Regions from separate parts of the Rattus norvegicus genome. Here region 1 is linked to region 2. The links are chromatin contacts, called in public Hi-C maps. All regions are on one chromosome and are shown on one strand. The core of a region is the stretch at or near the end of the contact, and the rest is flanking DNA. Distances in the headings are between cores, read along the strand shown. Region 1 holds the start of Dnajc16 (DnaJ heat shock protein family (Hsp40) member C16). Region 2 holds the start of Slc25a34 (solute carrier family 25, member 34).

The links. A called contact is a pair of places that touch in the nucleus more often than the background predicts.
Region 1: a contact with region 2 is called in a Hi-C map of liver, with 5 times the contacts expected there. The contact joins the promoter of Dnajc16 here to the promoter of Slc25a34 in region 2. A contact is called at or near these places in 4 of 12 Hi-C or Micro-C datasets (Schwann cells, liver, mammary epithelial cells and 1 more).

What each region holds. Positions count from the first base shown.
Region 1 is chr5:159,387,073-159,390,973 of GRCr8, forward strand. Dnajc16 (DnaJ heat shock protein family (Hsp40) member C16) reads right to left here and starts at 2,039. Exons shown (of 15, transcript NM_001014194.1): 1 at 2,004-2,039; 2 at 88-272. The coding sequence starts at 254.
Region 2 is chr5:159,217,665-159,221,548 of GRCr8, forward strand. It overlaps Slc25a34 (solute carrier family 25, member 34), which reads right to left and starts at 2,228. Exons shown (of 5, transcript NM_001013936.2): 1 at 1,704-2,228; 2 at 380-445; 3 at 142-294. The coding sequence starts at 2,123.

The DNA of each region.
Region 1 (3,901 bases), core at 789-3,288, 170 kb after region 2:
AGAAACAGACAAGTCATCCTCATTGAGGCTTCAGCCACCTGCTGACTGCTTAGCAGACATTGAACTCCTGTTCATGGTTTCACCTACCATTCCCGAGCGAGCTTCTTATATGCCTTTTTAATGTCAGCCTGACTGGCTGTGCGGCTGACCCCTAGGACTCTGTACGGGTCAAAATCCAATGCAGACAGGCTTTGCAGGATCAGAACGAGGACTATCAAGAATTGCCAGGAAATGCTCAACCTTTTCAATTCCATCTCTCTTCCTTCCCAGAGCTGAAATGATTAAAAGGTAGTTTTAAGTTCAAGAGACAGGAACCCGAATGCTTGTGCTTTCTTAGGGAGGGGATCAAGATGTTCAGATGAGAACTAAACAAGAAATTTTCTTAAAAAGGGGAGTGTGTCAATCTAGTTGTTGTCCCTATCTTAAAAAAAAAACATAACTTTTGAATATCACACATAAGAACTATTATAAGTTAAAAAAAAGACAACTCATATTAGAAAAGCCCTTTTAAAATTATTAAAAATGGGGGCTGGGGATTTAGCTCAGTGGTAGAGCGCTTACCTAGGAAGCGCAAGGCCCTGGGTTCGGTCCCCAGCTCCGAAAAAAAGAACCAAAAAAAAAAAAATTATTAAAAATGAATGCTCTGAAATACATGGTGACTACAAGAACAGATTTAGGATATCCAGGAGACCACATCTCACCTGCACAACCTCACCTATCATAATAATAAACAATTGGCTTCAGAGTAGCTCAGGATGTGTCAAATTAATTCACGAATTCATCATGATTTCTCATGTACTAAATTACATTCTGGGATCACTGTGGCATTTCTGGGCACTAAATGGACATCAAAGTAAAACTTTACAAATAATTGTGCAGTAATATTCAGAAGCCTGCTGCTATCATCATCATCATCATCATCATCATCATCATCATCATCATCATCATCATCATCACATTCATTCAGACGAAATGGGAAGCTGTTTTTTAAGCCAGTTAGCAATTTGGTTATTGACCATGGAAACTTCAGATATGAAAAAATGGTTATGAAAGAATTTAGTTTTCCATCTAAAGAGAACAGGAAAGACTTAATGAATAGGCAGGGCTTTAAAATGTCTTAACTACAACTCAGTTGAGGGGTTGAACTCAGTGTGGGTTTTGGAATAATCCTGGCTGGTTGGTACGGAGATAGTGTAGACCTGGACACACACACACTCACACAGAGGGCTATGGTCTTTTATACCATACATTATTTTCATGGGTTACATTTATCTTGACCTCACAGTGTTCAGTTCAGTGGCTGACAACTCACTCGGGACGGGGGGGGGGGTGTATTTGACAAGTTCCAGGCATAAATCCTGCTTGGGAGTCTTCACAGACAATTGACCACTGTTTAGGACTGCATACATGCTAAGTACAATCCACAAGCAAGCCAGTTTCTCTTTCAAGACAACCTGTTCTGAGGTATTGAGATCCAGAATGAGGATCAGATTGGGGGTGGAGGGGAGGTTGTCCACCATTCTAGGACCTAAACCTGTGTTCTTGCTGGCAGGGTGTGACTGAGCACCAGCACCTAGCAGGATCTTCATGGTCGGGGGTGGGGTAAAGTGGGTAAGGGGTTTAATATGCAAAAGCCACAAGCAGGGTGGGTGAATTGTCAGCCCTTCAGTGGGTGAGATGGGGACATTATTTTGGCTGACGTTCTCCAGCTCCAGGGGGCTGGCCACAGGGCAGGGGACGCGCTGGCCAACAGGTAGCCCTCGGTGTCCCCAAACGCAGGTGGCTGAGGCTCCCCAGACGCTCCGCAGGACCAAGTCCCGACTCCGGTGCCCGCCCGGGTCGCGACCTTCCGGGAGGCGGCCCCCTCCCCCGCCGCCCCGGTTCCTGTCGGCTCCCGGGTCCCCCCGGGCCCAGCAAGGGCTGAGGTCGCGGAGGATCTCACGGAAGATCCCCCAGCCTGCAGGGCCCCGCCGCGTTCGCGCGTCACGCCGGGAAGGAGTTACCGGGAAAGGGCACCGGCCCAACCGGCCGCAGAGTCCGTGCTCCAGTGAATCCGCCGGGGCCGGCGCTTCCAGTCCACACCAGAGCACCTGGGGAGGGGAAAGAGGCGGGGCCCAGGCCCCGGGCCGTCACGTGTCACTTAAAGACCCAGTGTCTGGAAGGCGTGCAAGGACTGGGTTTAGGCTGCACTCTCAGCCAGCCTATTTTGGCCCTGATGGTCTCCGTAGGCACGTGGATCGGGCGCGGTTGCTATAGGAACGGAGCGCGCTCTCCGGCTGGGTCTGAAGGCTTGATCTTGACCAGCGAGGCCAGAGCGTGCCTACTAGCGAGGCCAACTCGCTATGCATCACGGGATACCAGGAAGACCTCCGGGAACTGGGGAGGGGTTTCCACTGGTTGCCAGAAGGTGGCCCACTTCTAGCAACTGTTGCTAGGACGGGGACGCAGTCGCTGGTCCCAGTTCACTTTGACCCTATTCATAGAATCCTAGAACGTCAGAGTTTGAGGCGACCTTAGGGATTCTTCCTAGTTCAACCTCTCCATATACTGAAGTTCGGAGAGGGTCAAAGACTTGCCCAAAGCTTAGAATCCAAGACTTCAAATTCTGTATATCAAACCAAAAATGTTCTAGACTGGGATTTAGACAAGAACTGGGGAAGAGGGCGTGGTGAATAGGCTGACATTTTTTTGCGCCTGCAACCAAGGGCTCTTGGGAATGTATTTTCTATTCCATGCCTCCTGTTGAGTGAATTCTTATGTTATTGGTTGCTTTTTATCCCTTACCTAGCACACCGTTTTTGTTGTTTGTTTTTGAGACAGGGTCTCACTGTGTAACCCTCGCTGGCCTGGAACTTGCTAGGTGGACCAGGGTGGCCTCAAACTCACGAGCTCTGCCTGCCTCTGCCTCCCAAAAGAGTTCTGGCATTAAAAGTCTGCACTACCATGCCCGGCTCTATCTTTTATGCATTTATTCCATATCTCTGCTCTTTTAGGAGTGTAAGCTCCTGTAGGCAGTCTCTTTTCTTCTTCAGCACCGTATCACTGTCTGCACAGACCTTGATTTGTACAAGCTGTCAGTATTTGAATAGTTAGTTGCAAAATAAATGAAAAGTGAAGCTAAAGCTTGTTGCGCCCCCCTCCCACCTTGGCCTGTGTGGGCAATAAAATGCGGCCCTCATGCATGCTAGGCAAGTGCTCTATCACTGAGCTCCAAGGCTTTGCTGCTCGAATGAACAATACATTCATACTGGTTTTCAGTTGAGCTTCTGCACTTGCACCAGCAGACCAATGTGCTGTAGTCACTCATGCTCATTTTTACCAAGCCGAAACTAGGTTATTTAACTGTCTGAGAAATCAGGTGACAGAGATATAACTGCCCAATCCCCAAACCAGCCAGTTTTAGCCAACATGGCGAATCTCCTTGACTTGGCAACTACTCCCCTTCGAGTTTCTTGTTTGGGCTCTCCCCAGACTTCCTGTTTGTAAATTCACCTCAGCTGCTCATCCGAATGTGCATCCTATCTAATGGAAAGAAGCGTTGCCTGATGCTAAAATCGGGAAGCGAGTGTAATATCATCTTTTGACATATTCCATGGTGGATTCTTGGCTAAGGGTCTATCCCAGTTCGGGTTTGAATCTCAGATGCCTCTGTTGGGGGTCAAGCTGTGAGATCCCTAACACATGTCCACAGCTGTCAGCAAGGAATAACTATTATCGGGAATATGTCAGGGATAATAACATGGCTAGCTGGGACAACACCGTAAGTGGCTAGCACGATGCTCAATTATTTTTTAAAAATGATTTATTTACTTAATGTATATAGGAATCTTCATGCACACCAAAAGAGGGAATCACCTTCCATTATAGATGGCTGTGAGCCACCATGTGGTTGCTGGGATAT
Region 2 (3,884 bases), core at 978-3,477:
AAGTGTTAGGAATGTAAGTGTGTCTCACCAGCCATGTTCCGCAAGACTAGGTTTTGTTTGGGGCCCCATCTGTCACCAACCCTGTGTGAAGGAGGCAGGGAACTTCCCACTCCCTCTGTGTCGGGATTCCCAGCCCCTTACCTGTTGATCCTGTACCCATGCCTTGGCAGAGGTAAAGGTGGCCAGCTGGGCAGCTGAACCCACTGTGACTCGGGGCACAGCCGCACCCACACCCCGCCACAGCCCCAGCATGCCCTGTTGGCGCCAGATGGTCTCCAGGGCACTCAGGACACCCTGTGGGAAGATGATGGTATGATTCGCTAGACAGCCTCAGTGCCTGCACAGCCAGGAGCCCCAGGTTCTGGGGAAGGTGTCTTACCTGATGTTGGTGCTGATGTCCCACGGCCACAGCAGCCCCTGTCTGGGCCTGCAGCTGTGTCTTGACCTGCGAGTACAGAGCAGAAGGGAGCTCTGGGATAGAGCCTTGGAACCAAACATGTTTGAGCCCCTCTCCTGCATGGAATTCCTGACCCCACATCGGAAGCTCAGAGAGACAGTCTTGGTTGGCCAGAGTTCACTTTTATTATTTTAAAATTTGGGGGCTGGAGAGATGGCTCAGCGGTTAAGAGCACTGCCTGTTCTTCCTGAGGTCCTGAGTTCAATTCTTGGCAATCACATGGTGGCTCACAACCATCTGTAATGGGATCTGATGACCCCTTTTGGTGTGCATGAAGACAGTGACAGTGTACTCACATACATGAAATAAATAAAATGGGTCTTCCTTTTTTTTTTTTTTTTTTTTTTTCGGAGCTGGGGATCGAACCCAGGGCTTTGTGCTTGCTAGGCAAGCCCTCTACCACTGAGCTAAATCCCCAACCCCAATAAAATGGGTCTTAAAATTTGAGACACTGGGGCTGGAGAGATGGCTCAGCGGTTAAGAGCACCCGACTGCTCTTCCAGAGGTCATGAGTTCAATTCCCAGCAACCACATGGTAGCTCACAACCATCTGTAAAGAGATCTGATGCCCTCTTCTGGTGTGTCTGAAGACAGCTACAGTGTACTTATATATAATAAATAAATAAATTAAAAAAAAATTGAGACATTGCCTCCTGTACCCCAGGCTGGCCCCAAATGAGTCTTGTGACGGTAACCTTAATTCTGATTTTTCCTGCCTCCACCTCTCAGATGCTGGGATTATGGGTAGGCAGGCAGTGCCATGCCTGGCTTATGCTGTGCTTGGGAACAAACCTGGGGCTTAGTACACAGTAGGTAAGCACAATACCAATGGAGCCACATCCTGAGGCCTGGGCATGCATCTCAGTGACTCAGGTTTCCTAAGAAGATCTTTGGGGACTCTGCAGCTACTCTCAAGGACAGAGTAATTGTTTGGTGCCTAGACCAGGACACCACAGACTTATGCTTTGTGTCAGCTTTTATTCTTCCCGTACGCCGGGCTCCTTAGGTGTGACCACGGGCAAGCAAGGACTCGAATCTGCCTTCTTTATCACCTGCCCTCTCTCCCGGCTAACACCAGTGGGCACGGCCCCTGAAGAAGCAAGGGTCAGAGCGAGGGCAGATTCCAGGTCTGAGCCAGATATTCCCAGCGGACAGTCCCCTCCCAAACCGTCCTGCCCAACCCAAAGCCACAAAGTCCACCGGTCACATTGGTCATGGAGTCATAAAGGAAGGAGAAGACACTTACCAGGTAAGCAGGACTCCCCACAAAGGCTCCCAATGCCCCGGCCACAGCACCTGCGACCACAGTGCCGCCCGGTTGCTGGGTGAGGCCAGCCTGGCATGCCAGGCTGTAGCAGTAGAAACGGACACCATTCATGAGGCCCTGGTAGAGAAGGCCAGCGGCCAGCCCCTTCTGCAGGCCCCACAGCCCATCTGCCCGGGCAACAGCCGTAACAGAAGACACAAAGCCCCGGTAGGGCCGTGGGTAGGTGCCTGGGGCCTGCAGTTCCCCCTGCAGTTGTAGACGGGTCTTTACCACTTCCAGGGGATTGGTGAATACACAGGCCAGGCAGCAGGCTGAGGCACCCAGCACCAGGTCCACAGCCGGGGACACCATCTCCCTCGAATCTGTGGCAGGGGCCATCTGTGCCTGGGTCAGCGTCATGGCACAGGCTGTAGGTGGTTGTGTCTAGGCAGTCTGCACCCTTGTGTGGCCCCAGGGCTGGGGATCAAAGGGGGCCAGCTCCATGCCTGGAGGACAGAGCTCCTGTCACTGACTGGAGGCCCCTGGCTGTCTTGGAACTCCACCTGCTGCTCATCAGCAGAGCTATGGGAATCTGGACACACCTCCCCTGGCTCAGACCAATCCCGGCTGCTGCTGGCCAGGGCGGGCCTGGGCCCTGGGATCTGGAGGAAAGGTCACTTGTAACTGGAAGGACAGTGGGTAGGAAGAGAGAGCCAAGCTAGAGTACAGGAGGGTACACCTCCTTGTCCTCTAGACTTCCTGTCCAAGCCCGGGTCCTGGGCTTGTGGTGACTTGGCCCTAAGCGTGGCTGACCAGCAACTGTCCCATTTCTACATCTGCCAGATTACAGCTCTTTTCTTCCTTCCTTCCTCCTTTCCTTTCTTTCTTTCTTTCTTTCTTTCTTTCTTTCTTTCTTTCTTTCTTTCTTTCTGATTTATTTTATGTATATGGATACACTGTAGCTGTCTTCAGACACACCAGAAGAAGGCATCAGATGGTTGTGAGCCACCATGCAGTGGTTGCAGGGATTTGAACTCAGAACCTCTGGAAGCGCAGTCAGTGCTCTTAACCACTGAGCCATCTCTCGGCCCCTTTCTTTCTTTCTTTCTTTCTTTCTTTCTTTCTTTCTTTCTTTCTTTCTTTCTTTTTTTCTTTTTTTTTGTTTTTGTTTTTTTCCGGAGCTGGGGACTGAACCCAGGGCCTTGTGCTTGCTAGGCAAGCGCTCTACCACTGAGCTAAATCCCCAACCCCCTTTCTTTCTTTTTTAAAAGTTTATTCACCTAACATCTTTTTTGTTTGGTTTTTAAAACAGGGTCTTTCTATGTAACCCTGGCTGGCCCGACGCTAGCAGTGAAGACCAGGCTGGCCTGGAACACACAGAGCTCCACCTGCCTCTGCCTCCCAAGCGCTCACATTAAAGGTGTGCGCCGCCACGCCCATCTCTACAGTCCCATGTCAACAAGAGTGAATGTAAGGGACCCCGGAGCCCTGAAGAACCATTGGTGACATTGTTCAGTTTTGTGTGTGATGGTGTCTCTTTCTCAGGGGCTCACTGGGCTGCCCAGGTCACCTCCAAAACCACAGCAGGCTCCATCTGCCTCTGTCCCCCAGTACTGACAGCACAAACACGCAGATGCATGCCTACTGCGTCTCTTACTTTGTATGTATATGAGTGCTTTGCCTGTGTGTGAGGTGTGTGTGTGCACACGGACGCGTGCACCTGTGCCTGGTGCCCATGGAAGCCAGAGAGGGTGCTGCACACTCTGGAACTGGAGTTACATGTGAGTGTGAACTACCATGTGGGTGGGTGCTGGGAATTGAACCCAGGCCCTCTGGAAGAGCTAGTTCGGTGCCCCAAACGTGAACAATTTCTCCAATCCTGTTACATTTTTTCTTTTCTTTTTTTTTAAAGATTTATTCATTTATTATATACAAGTACACTGTAGCTGTCTTCAGACACACCAGAAGAGGGCATCGGATCTCTTTACAGATGGTTGTGAGCCACCATGTGGTTGCTGGGATTTGAACTCAGGTCCTCTGGAAGAGCAGTCAGTGCTCTTAACTGCTGAGCCATCTCTCCAGCCCCCATTTTTTTCTTTTTTCTTTTAATTTTTTTTCTTTTTTAAAGACAGGGTTTCTCTGTGTAGCTCTGACTGGCCTGGAACTCATGGAGATTGCCTG